3 separate regions of the Mus musculus genome follow, and all the other regions are linked to region 2. A link is a contact called in public HiChIP or PLAC-seq and promoter capture Hi-C data. All regions are on one chromosome and are shown on one strand. Each heading gives the region's core, a stretch centred on a gene start, on an enhancer-like site or on the middle of the called end of the contact. The rest is flanking DNA. Distances are from core to core; before and after follow the strand shown.

Evidence for each region. Promoter capture Hi-C pulls out the DNA fragments that hold promoters and counts their contacts. HiChIP or PLAC-seq counts read pairs in DNA pulled down with a chosen protein or histone mark.
Region 1: a contact with region 2 is called in an HNF4G HiChIP or PLAC-seq map of pancreatic cancer cells. The contact joins the promoter of Pck2 here to the promoter of Ajuba in region 2. A contact is called at or near these places in 1 of 39 promoter capture datasets (embryonic stem cells) and 1 of 115 datasets of contacts at active chromatin or transcription factors (pancreatic cancer cells).
Region 3: a contact with region 2 is called in a promoter capture Hi-C map of the HPC-7 cell line. The contact joins the promoter of Zfhx2 here to the promoter of Ajuba in region 2. A contact is called at or near these places in 4 of 39 promoter capture datasets (the HPC-7 cell line, embryonic stem cells, liver and 1 more), 4 of 484 Hi-C or Micro-C datasets (embryonic stem cells and extraembryonic endoderm stem cells), 5 of 115 datasets of contacts at active chromatin or transcription factors (bone marrow-derived macrophages, embryonic stem cells and pancreatic cancer cells) and 1 of 9 other capture datasets (adipose tissue).

Annotation. Positions count from the first base shown.
Region 1 is chr14:55,538,943-55,541,642 of GRCm38.p6, forward strand. It overlaps Pck2 (phosphoenolpyruvate carboxykinase 2 (mitochondrial)), which reads left to right and starts at 1,324. Exons shown (of 10, transcript NM_028994.3): 1 at 1,324-1,571. The coding sequence starts at 1,543.
Region 2 is chr14:54,576,246-54,578,945 of GRCm38.p6, forward strand. Ajuba (ajuba LIM protein) reads right to left here and starts at 1,416. Exons shown (of 8, transcript NM_010590.5): 1 at 1-1,416. The coding sequence starts at 1,019.
Region 3 is chr14:55,090,685-55,093,384 of GRCm38.p6, forward strand. It overlaps Zfhx2 (zinc finger homeobox 2), which reads right to left and starts at 1,364. Exons shown (of 10, transcript NM_001039198.1): 1 at 1,324-1,364.

The sequences.
Region 1 (2,700 bases), core at 74-2,573, 960 kb after region 2:
AGGAGGAGGAGGAGGAGGAGGAGGAGGAGATGATGATGAGGCAGGCATTGAAGCATCCTGGGCTGATATAGGGACCAGTTGCCTCTTGAGACTTTAACAGCAACATCCATTCTACCTTTGATAGTGGTACTAGCATTGCTCTCAATAACCACTTTATCAAGCTCATATCCAGGTATGACAGATAATTTGGCTACAGCAACAGAGCAGTGGACCATTTAGGTCCACACAGTCCTCTAAGGTCCACATGGCCTCCAAAGAATAAGAAACTCTGGACCACCTACCCCAGCAAGAGTAGGAGAGGAAGAGAGCCCTTGGCTGTTTAGGGAGACCCTGCCATAACTCAGGCTCCACAGCACTGAGCATCTCTGCTCACAGTTTCCATCCTAACCCCCAAAAGAAGAAGGGGTTTTTAAAGAAGCCCTCAGACAGTCTTAATAAAGACCACTGGGGTGGTTAGGGGACATCTATTGATCTTTGTCTCACTGCTCTGCCTCTGCCTCAGGCAGGTTGGTGCTTTGCATTATCAAGCTGACACCCAACAGAACCCAACTTAGACTCTACAGACTCAGCAATCCAGCAAAAAAAGGAGCTCATGTCCAAAGGTTAGAAAAGGTCTCAGACAGGGATCCCATGCCCCCGTCTCTGAACATCCTGATTGCTGTGGCCAGGGTGTGGGCCACACAAACTGGCCCTAAGAGAAGCAAGGTCAGACCCACATGATCTGATGGTTCTCCAAAGAAAGTCACAGTGCTGCAACCAGAAAGAGGATTCTGAGCATCATGGATGCGTTGAGTTTGGGTTGGTACAGCATTTGAATACCCAATGGTCTCAAGTTGGAATGAAATGTTGAGAAATTACACAAGGACTCTCTTTGGGATTAGGTGGGGGAGGGCATTAGAGGACCAAGGATATGTCTGTAAGCCTGAAACACCCCACCAATTCCATGGTGCTAGAGGAAACTCCCTTGATAAGAAGCTGGGCACGGACAATAGTTTGGTTTTGTTATTATTTGAGGACTAAGGAGAGCTTAGTTAGCATCTGGGACCCTGGAAAAGAAAAGCCTGAGGCTAGGAGTGCTCTGGAAAAGCAAACCTAGACCTTGAGGGTTTAGGCATCTTGTTATCCTGGGCTCCCCAGCCCTGGTCTCATCCCTCACTCTTAACTTGTTTTGCATTCGACATCTCTTGGTTGCTTTCTCTAAGGAGCAACAGCCTTCAAAGTTACATCAGTATCTTACAGCGTGGCTGGCCGAGTGGGCGGATCCCAAATTGAACTCCGGCCTCCAATGGCTTGAGGATGTGATGACTGTGGGGCGGAGGCTTCACCCAGCCCGGGGCCTTGAGCCCGGGCTAGTGAGCCGGCCTACAGAAGGGCGAGAGAACCAGCTAGGTTCCGCCCCGGGGACTGCCCGCCTCCTTTTTAAGCGCCTCCCGCCCAACCTCAACTCCCTCTGGCTTTGCTATGCTCCTTCCTTCCCCGCCTTCCTTGTCTCCCCGACTGCGCTCGTTCCTGTGGCCATCCCGCAGCGCCAGTCCAGGTGCCATGGCTGCTATGTACCTCCCCGGCCTGCGGTGAGTGACCCATAGCCCGGGGCCCACTCCGCGCTCCACCTTCCGGGCTTCCTCCGCTTGTTTCCCATCCTAGGAAGAGACTGGCAGGGTGGCTATTAATCAGTGTGGGTCTCACGGTGGTGCATCCCCCCCCCCCTCCGCATTCCCATCCCCAGCCATGCCAGGTTTCCTAGCCAGCCTCTGTGCTCTTCTGTCCCTCCCTGCGGCTTGTGTGCTGTTCTAGCTGCCACTCGCAACCTCCTCCCCCTTCTCCTTTGCCTTCCTGAGCCCTATCTCTGCAAATGCTCTACTTAGCAGATGTAATTCTTTCAGACCAAGGGCTCCTAGTCCAGCTTTCAGTGTGTGAGTAACCATTAAGGCCTTGAGGCCATAGGGTTTGAGGCCCCGGGGACCCGAGCTCAAAGCTCCCTAAAGACGGTAGAAGGTAAACATCACTTGCAGCCTCCCTGAGAACAGAACGGAACCTGGCACGAAGCCCAGTGAAGCCTCTGGGGACTAGGGGGGGAGGGAGACAGGGAGGGAGAGAAGGAAGGAAGCAAGCAAGATGGGAGGAGGGCAGACTGCCTTTTTAACTTGGCCGGCTTCCCCCAGTAGGTCCTGGACCCCAGGCTTGTCCTGGCTGGCTCCCCCTGCCCCACCCCCCATACAACCGGGCCTCTTCTCCGTATACCCCTCTCTCCATGGTCTAGGATGTAAAAGAGTCTAAACTGACTCCTTATCTCTTCTTCGCAGTTTACTTGGTTAATCCATGTGAGAGTGGTCTATGAAGGATAGAGAGAAGGTCCCTCTCAGGGGCGTGCAGGAGAATTGGGGTGGGGCTGGGAGAAGCTGTGCTTCCCATAAGACAACTGGAGCCAATACCTGGGGATCAAAGCTTTCAGGATCATGCATTTAAAATTAATTTCTCAGGGAAACTGTCATGTGCAGAAAAACACACAAAGAGACCTACCTTGCTGTGCCCCCACCCCCTGGGGCCACACAAAGTATGCTGCCTTTTTTGTCTTCTGGAAAACACCCCACCCAGGCCCAAACTCCCACATCCAAGAGCTTTCTCTTCTCCCTTCCCAGGCAATGTAGCCTGTGTTCTCAGGTTCTGACCCTACCATCAACCCCTAAGGCTTCTAAGGAG
Region 2 (2,700 bases), core at 166-2,665:
CTGGCCTCTGGCTCCCGTATCCGTGATCGGGAGGCCTCTGGAACGAAGGGACCAGGAGACTCCTCCAGACCCGACGGCTCAATCCCCGAGGGTTCCCCGCGAGCACCCGCTTCTCGCCCACCGGTAGCCACGGTCAAACGCAGCAATGCTGTTAGCTCGTCCTGGTAACGGGCCCCCGCGGCGCAGTCCCCGTAGCCTGTAACCGAGTGTCGTCCGGGTTGCGCCCCACGTCTCTCCAAAGGACCCGCTGTTCCCACCACGGCTCCGGTTAGAGCTCCGGGGCTGCCCAGGGCCGGGGGGTACGAGTGACGGCTCTCCTGGCAGCCGAATCCCACGGACCGATGGGCACATAGTCGGTCCAGGGCAGCGTGGAGCTCCGGGTAGGCGGACGGAGCCCCTCCAGGGTAGCCCGCAGGAGCAGTGGTCAGCGGGAGGCCGAATAGGCACGGCCCCGCGGGCAGCGGGCTCCCGTGGCGCTGGTCGTAGCCCATGCTGATGCCGCTGGTCCGATTGCTGCACGGCCGGCTACCTCCGGCTCCGCTGGCCCCGGCTCCGTCCAGCAGCAGGCTGCCCCGGGGGCTAGATGGCTTGCTCGCATCGCTGGCCGAGCTACTGGCGAAGCTGGAGCGAGGGCTAAGGGCTGGAGCCGTGGTCTCCAGCCGAAAATCAGGAGGCGACGACAGAGGCAGAGGCAGGGCTCGAGTGGGCGGCGGCCCCCCGGGAAAGGACCCTTCGAAGCGCTGCGCTTCAAAGGAGCCGCGTGCGTTCCGCTCGGCGTCCAGGGGCCCTTGCTCCCTGGCCGGTTCCAAAGGTTCATCTCCAGGCCCCCCATTCGCTCCACGGTGTCCTGACTTCCTAGGTCCCCCCAACCCGCTTAAGCGTCCCTTGCCTGCTCCGGGGGTCCCATCAGACCCAGACCGGCTCGCTTCGCCCTTTCTGCGGCCGAACTTGGCGCTGCCGGAGTCCGAGAGTCTCAACTTTTCTAGCAGACGACTGGCTTTCTCCCCTAACCGTTCCATGCCCACGGATCTGGGGCCTGCAGCCCCCTCCTCGCCCGGCACGCTGCAGTGTTTCGGCCAGAGGCCGGGCTCGAGTTCCCCGGGGCTCGGATTCCTGGGATGCAAGTCACTCACGGGGGCTCAGCGAGCGGCCCAGGTGCCGGGTGCCCGCGATCCCGAAGCATGCCCCAGCGAGAGGGTCCGCGCGCGGCTGGCAGGGCCCACGGTAGCGGCTGTCCTCCGCAGGTCTGTCCACGCGTCCGCTCGCGCCACCGCCCGCCGGCCCGGCCCGCCCCCCTGGCTCTCACTTGCACGGACCCAACTTCTCCAAACTTTTGTCTGCCTGGCCGGATCTACTTTCCGGGAAGGGCGGAGCGCGGTGTGCACCCCGGGTTGAGGTGTCCGCGCAAGGATTTCCTGGGCATCACAAGCAGGGAACTGTGGAAGCTGCCTCCGAGGTGGAGAGCTGCAGACAGGACGTAAAAGGTCAAGGGGCAGATTGGGCAGCTGCGTCCACAAAATTCAAGAGTTTAGACTGGGGGAGGGGGAGTGAAAAGGAACTCTTTGTTTACAGTTGGAATGCGCGGAGGGGCACTGTGGAATGTATCCATCAACGTTGGGAAGAAAAGGGCTTGTTCTACAGAAATATCGTGATACTGTTCCTAGAGTGAGGACTGCGGGGGAGACGGTGAGAGATGTCACAGAAGTGATAAGACAGGGGGCCAACCGTAAGAGGAAGATGAAAGGTGGATATGTAGGAGGTCCAGAGACCCGTGTGTAAAGATAGCTCTGAGAGGCAAGGAGGCGCAGGCAAGAAGTGTGGGAGCTGCAAGACCAACGAATGCATAAAGCAGGGAAAGGACAAGTTGGTCCGGAGACTTGAGAGACAAACAGATAAGCTGCAATAAAAAAAGCACTTTCTAGCCCCATGATTCTCTGATGGTGGAGTGGGAGGATACGAGGTTTATGTGCTTATATGAAAAGAAGCGAGGAAAATAACAGGCTGATCCCTGTCGCTAGAGGGACAAGAGGAAGATTTAGTGTGTACATAAAAACACGGAGAAAGGTTTTGGACTAAGGCAACCCTAAGGGCAATAGAGCGAGACACGGGAAGAGACACCCCCTGGTGTTGAGAAGTGAAACTTTTAGCGAGCATTTTAGGTGGCTAGAGATCAAAAAGTGTGATTTTTTCAGGCAAGGTTACACTCTCCCAACTCCGACCCTCTCATGGCTTCCTCATAAGAGGCTGATGGCAGAGTGGACAGCCATTCTTAAGGGGAGTGGACTAGATAAATGTTGAGGGTGGAAAGGGGTAAGACGTAATAATGACCAATGATCAAGGAAAGACACGCTTGACTAAAACCAGAACCAGGCAGCTTTTGTTTTCTATCCAAAAATAACACCTCAGATGGTGAGAGATAGGAAATGGTGGGAAATTACTTTCTTTCCACCCACCCCCAAACGGGGTGGGGGTGGGGGTGGGGGTGGGGTTCCTCTGGGTAGTCCTGGCTGTCCTGGAACTCACTCTGTAGACCAGACTGGCCTATAACTCAGAGACCTGCCTGCCTCTGCCTCTCACGTGCTGGAATTAAAGGTCTGGGCCACCACATCTGGCTTCCTTTTTGTATTTAGGGTCTATGAAAATGACACGCACACAACTCATGCATATTATTTTCATTTGTATATTTTGAGAATCTTTTAT
Region 3 (2,700 bases), core at 114-2,613, 510 kb after region 2:
ACAAAACCCTCAGCAACTTTGGTTGACTAAGGAGGAAAGGAAACAAAGATGGAGAATATGCAAGGAGAATATTCCATATCAGATAAAAGGATATGGAAACAGGGTGAAATAAACTGGTGAGATAATAAATGTATATACAATGGCAGAGTGGGGGAAGGGAGGAAAATTAAGTCAGCATGGATGAGGTTGGCGATGGAAAGCCCCTGGAAAAGCAGAGGACACACTGGAGACCCAAAGTCTCCAAACAAGGGGATCAACAATGTCAGAAGTTCCGAGGCTTTCCTGCCCAGGGTGAATAGCAGGCTGTTGTGCCCACGTTGAAAGGGCACTAGGGTCTTCAGGGGGAGGCACATCGGCTCCATGCCCCCACTTCTCAGGTCCCTGACCCCAGACTACCACAATCATGGCTGATAAGCAAACTCCAAAGTAGCTGAAAAGGCCACAGTTGTACAGACAGACCCTGAGGGAGAGCAGTGGATGGCCAGTCAGGCAGTCTAGGCGTGACACACAGGGACAGGGGTACTCGGAAAGGATCACTCGGATGAGAGGTGTCACTGTCACAGAACTGGATATAGATGGGGTGGGGAGCCAAGTGAAAAATGGCACAACCACAGATCAGTGGGGGCGCAGGCACAGTGAGAAGCGTGGTCCAGAGCTCAAAAAATGAGAGCGGATGGAGAGTCCGGGTGGCAGGAGAAGCAGGGCAGGCATGCTTCGCCGCCAATGGGGCTCCCCTCACCTACTTCAGGCAAAAATGAACATTAAAGATATACACTCCCCCTCCCACACGGCACCCCGGCGCGCTAGCCCATCCATCAGCCCTTCCGCCCGGGTTTCTCCCCCATCTCTCAGCCAGCTGAGATCCTATGCGCTGCAGGCCCCTCCAGGCTGATAGCTCAGAGCCCTCGCACTCACCCGGCCTCCCTTTCCCTCCAGGAACCCCGCTCCCGGTAGAGCTCGGCGCGGTACGTCTAGGCTCTCGCTGCCCTCTGTCCGGCTGGCCCTATCTTTCCCTTCTCCGTTTCTTCCACCTCTGCCTCTTCCCCATCCCCACTCGCGCGCCCTTTCTCCCCAGTACTCCTGTCCCCTTCTCCCCGGCTGTCTGTCCGTCTGAGTCCCCTCCCCCAGCCTCTTCCCGTCCCTCTCCGTCCCCATCCAGTAGCAATCTCCCAGCGCCTCCTCTCTTCTCGATCTCGAGATTCGGAAGAGCATGGAAGGGAAGGAGAGTGAGAGGCAGAGAAGAGGGGGGAAAAAAGAAAAAAGAAAAAAAAAGAAAAAAAAAAAACACACCAACCCAGCAGCATCGGAAATCGATGCACTTACACCTCAGCTGGAAGCAGGGACGGGAGTCGAACCGCGGCCGCCAAGCAGCGCGAGGCGGGGAGGGGAGGGGGCGGCTCTTGGAAGGGACTTCTCCGATGTGTTGATTCCTTTTTTGCCCCTCCTCCTCCCTCCCTTCAGCGCTCGCTCCGGGGCGTCAGGGACGGAGATGGAAAAATAAATAAATTCACGGCGGTGAGGGAAGTGAAAGAAAATAATCAATGCTATTTGGCTGCGGCTGAAGTGTTTTCCCGGCTTCGTGAGTGGGTTTCCATTGATTCACCCTGGGCACTGGCTTGCTCCCTGTCTCCTCCTCCTCCTCCTCGCCCTCCTCCTTCAAGCCCTCACTCCTCCGCCTCATTCACTGGCTGGAGCCAAGGCGTCCCACACAATGGAATAATCAATACCCAGGCGCCCGGGGCAGCCCCACTGAGCAGGTGCAGCGACCCGCCCGCCGCAATGCATACTGGGAATTGTAGTCTATAGGTGTCCGCCCTCTATAGACAGCTAGCGGAGTCAACCGGTGTCCCAGGACGCAGGGACCTGGGTGGGGGCCAAGATCTCAGGGCGGGGCAGACCGTCCATATCCACAGGCTTCTTCCTTGACTCAGGCAGTAGGTCTACCCTATGCCTGCAAAAAGGGCAGGTCCCTTAAAACTCTTGTTCCCTCCTCTTTATCCTGCTTACAGAAGTGTGTTTTATTTTTATTTAAAAAATTTTTTTTCGAGACAGGGCTTCTATGGGTAGCTTTGGCTGTCTAGAACTCGTTTTATAGACTAGATTTCTGCCTCTACCTCCCAAGTGCTGGGTGTTGTTTTATTTTAAAGCACTATTGCTTCGCAGAGCCTTCAGGAGGTTCATCCCTATTTCACTCCCTTCTTCTAGTCTTATCGTCCCCCCCCCCCCCGTTTGATTACTAGAACATTCTGTTTCATAGCAGTTTCATAGTGTTTCTCTCAGTGTTGTTGTGTTCTTAACTCAGTGTTGGGAAGGGAGATGGGAGGCTTTGGTTCCTTCTCCTTAACAGCTCATCAGTGTTTTATATTCTAAATTTTAAGATTCTGAAGCGAAGCTGCGCGTGGTGGCACACGCCTTTGATCTAGCACTTGGGAGGCAGAGGCAGGTGGGTCTCTGAGTTTGAGGCCAACCTGGTCTACAGAATGAGTTCTAGGACAACCAGAGCTACACAGAGAAACCCTGTCTTAGAAAAAAAAAAAAGATTGTAAAGCAGAGTATACAGGACTTTATTTTATATTTTATATTAGAGGAAAATAAGGTTTCCCAGCTCAAGATTGCATGGCCGATAAGTAATAGTCCCATGATGTAAACCCTCAGTGGTCTCCAGAGCCCAAGCTTGCTGCGTGGCATATTTTCTTATGA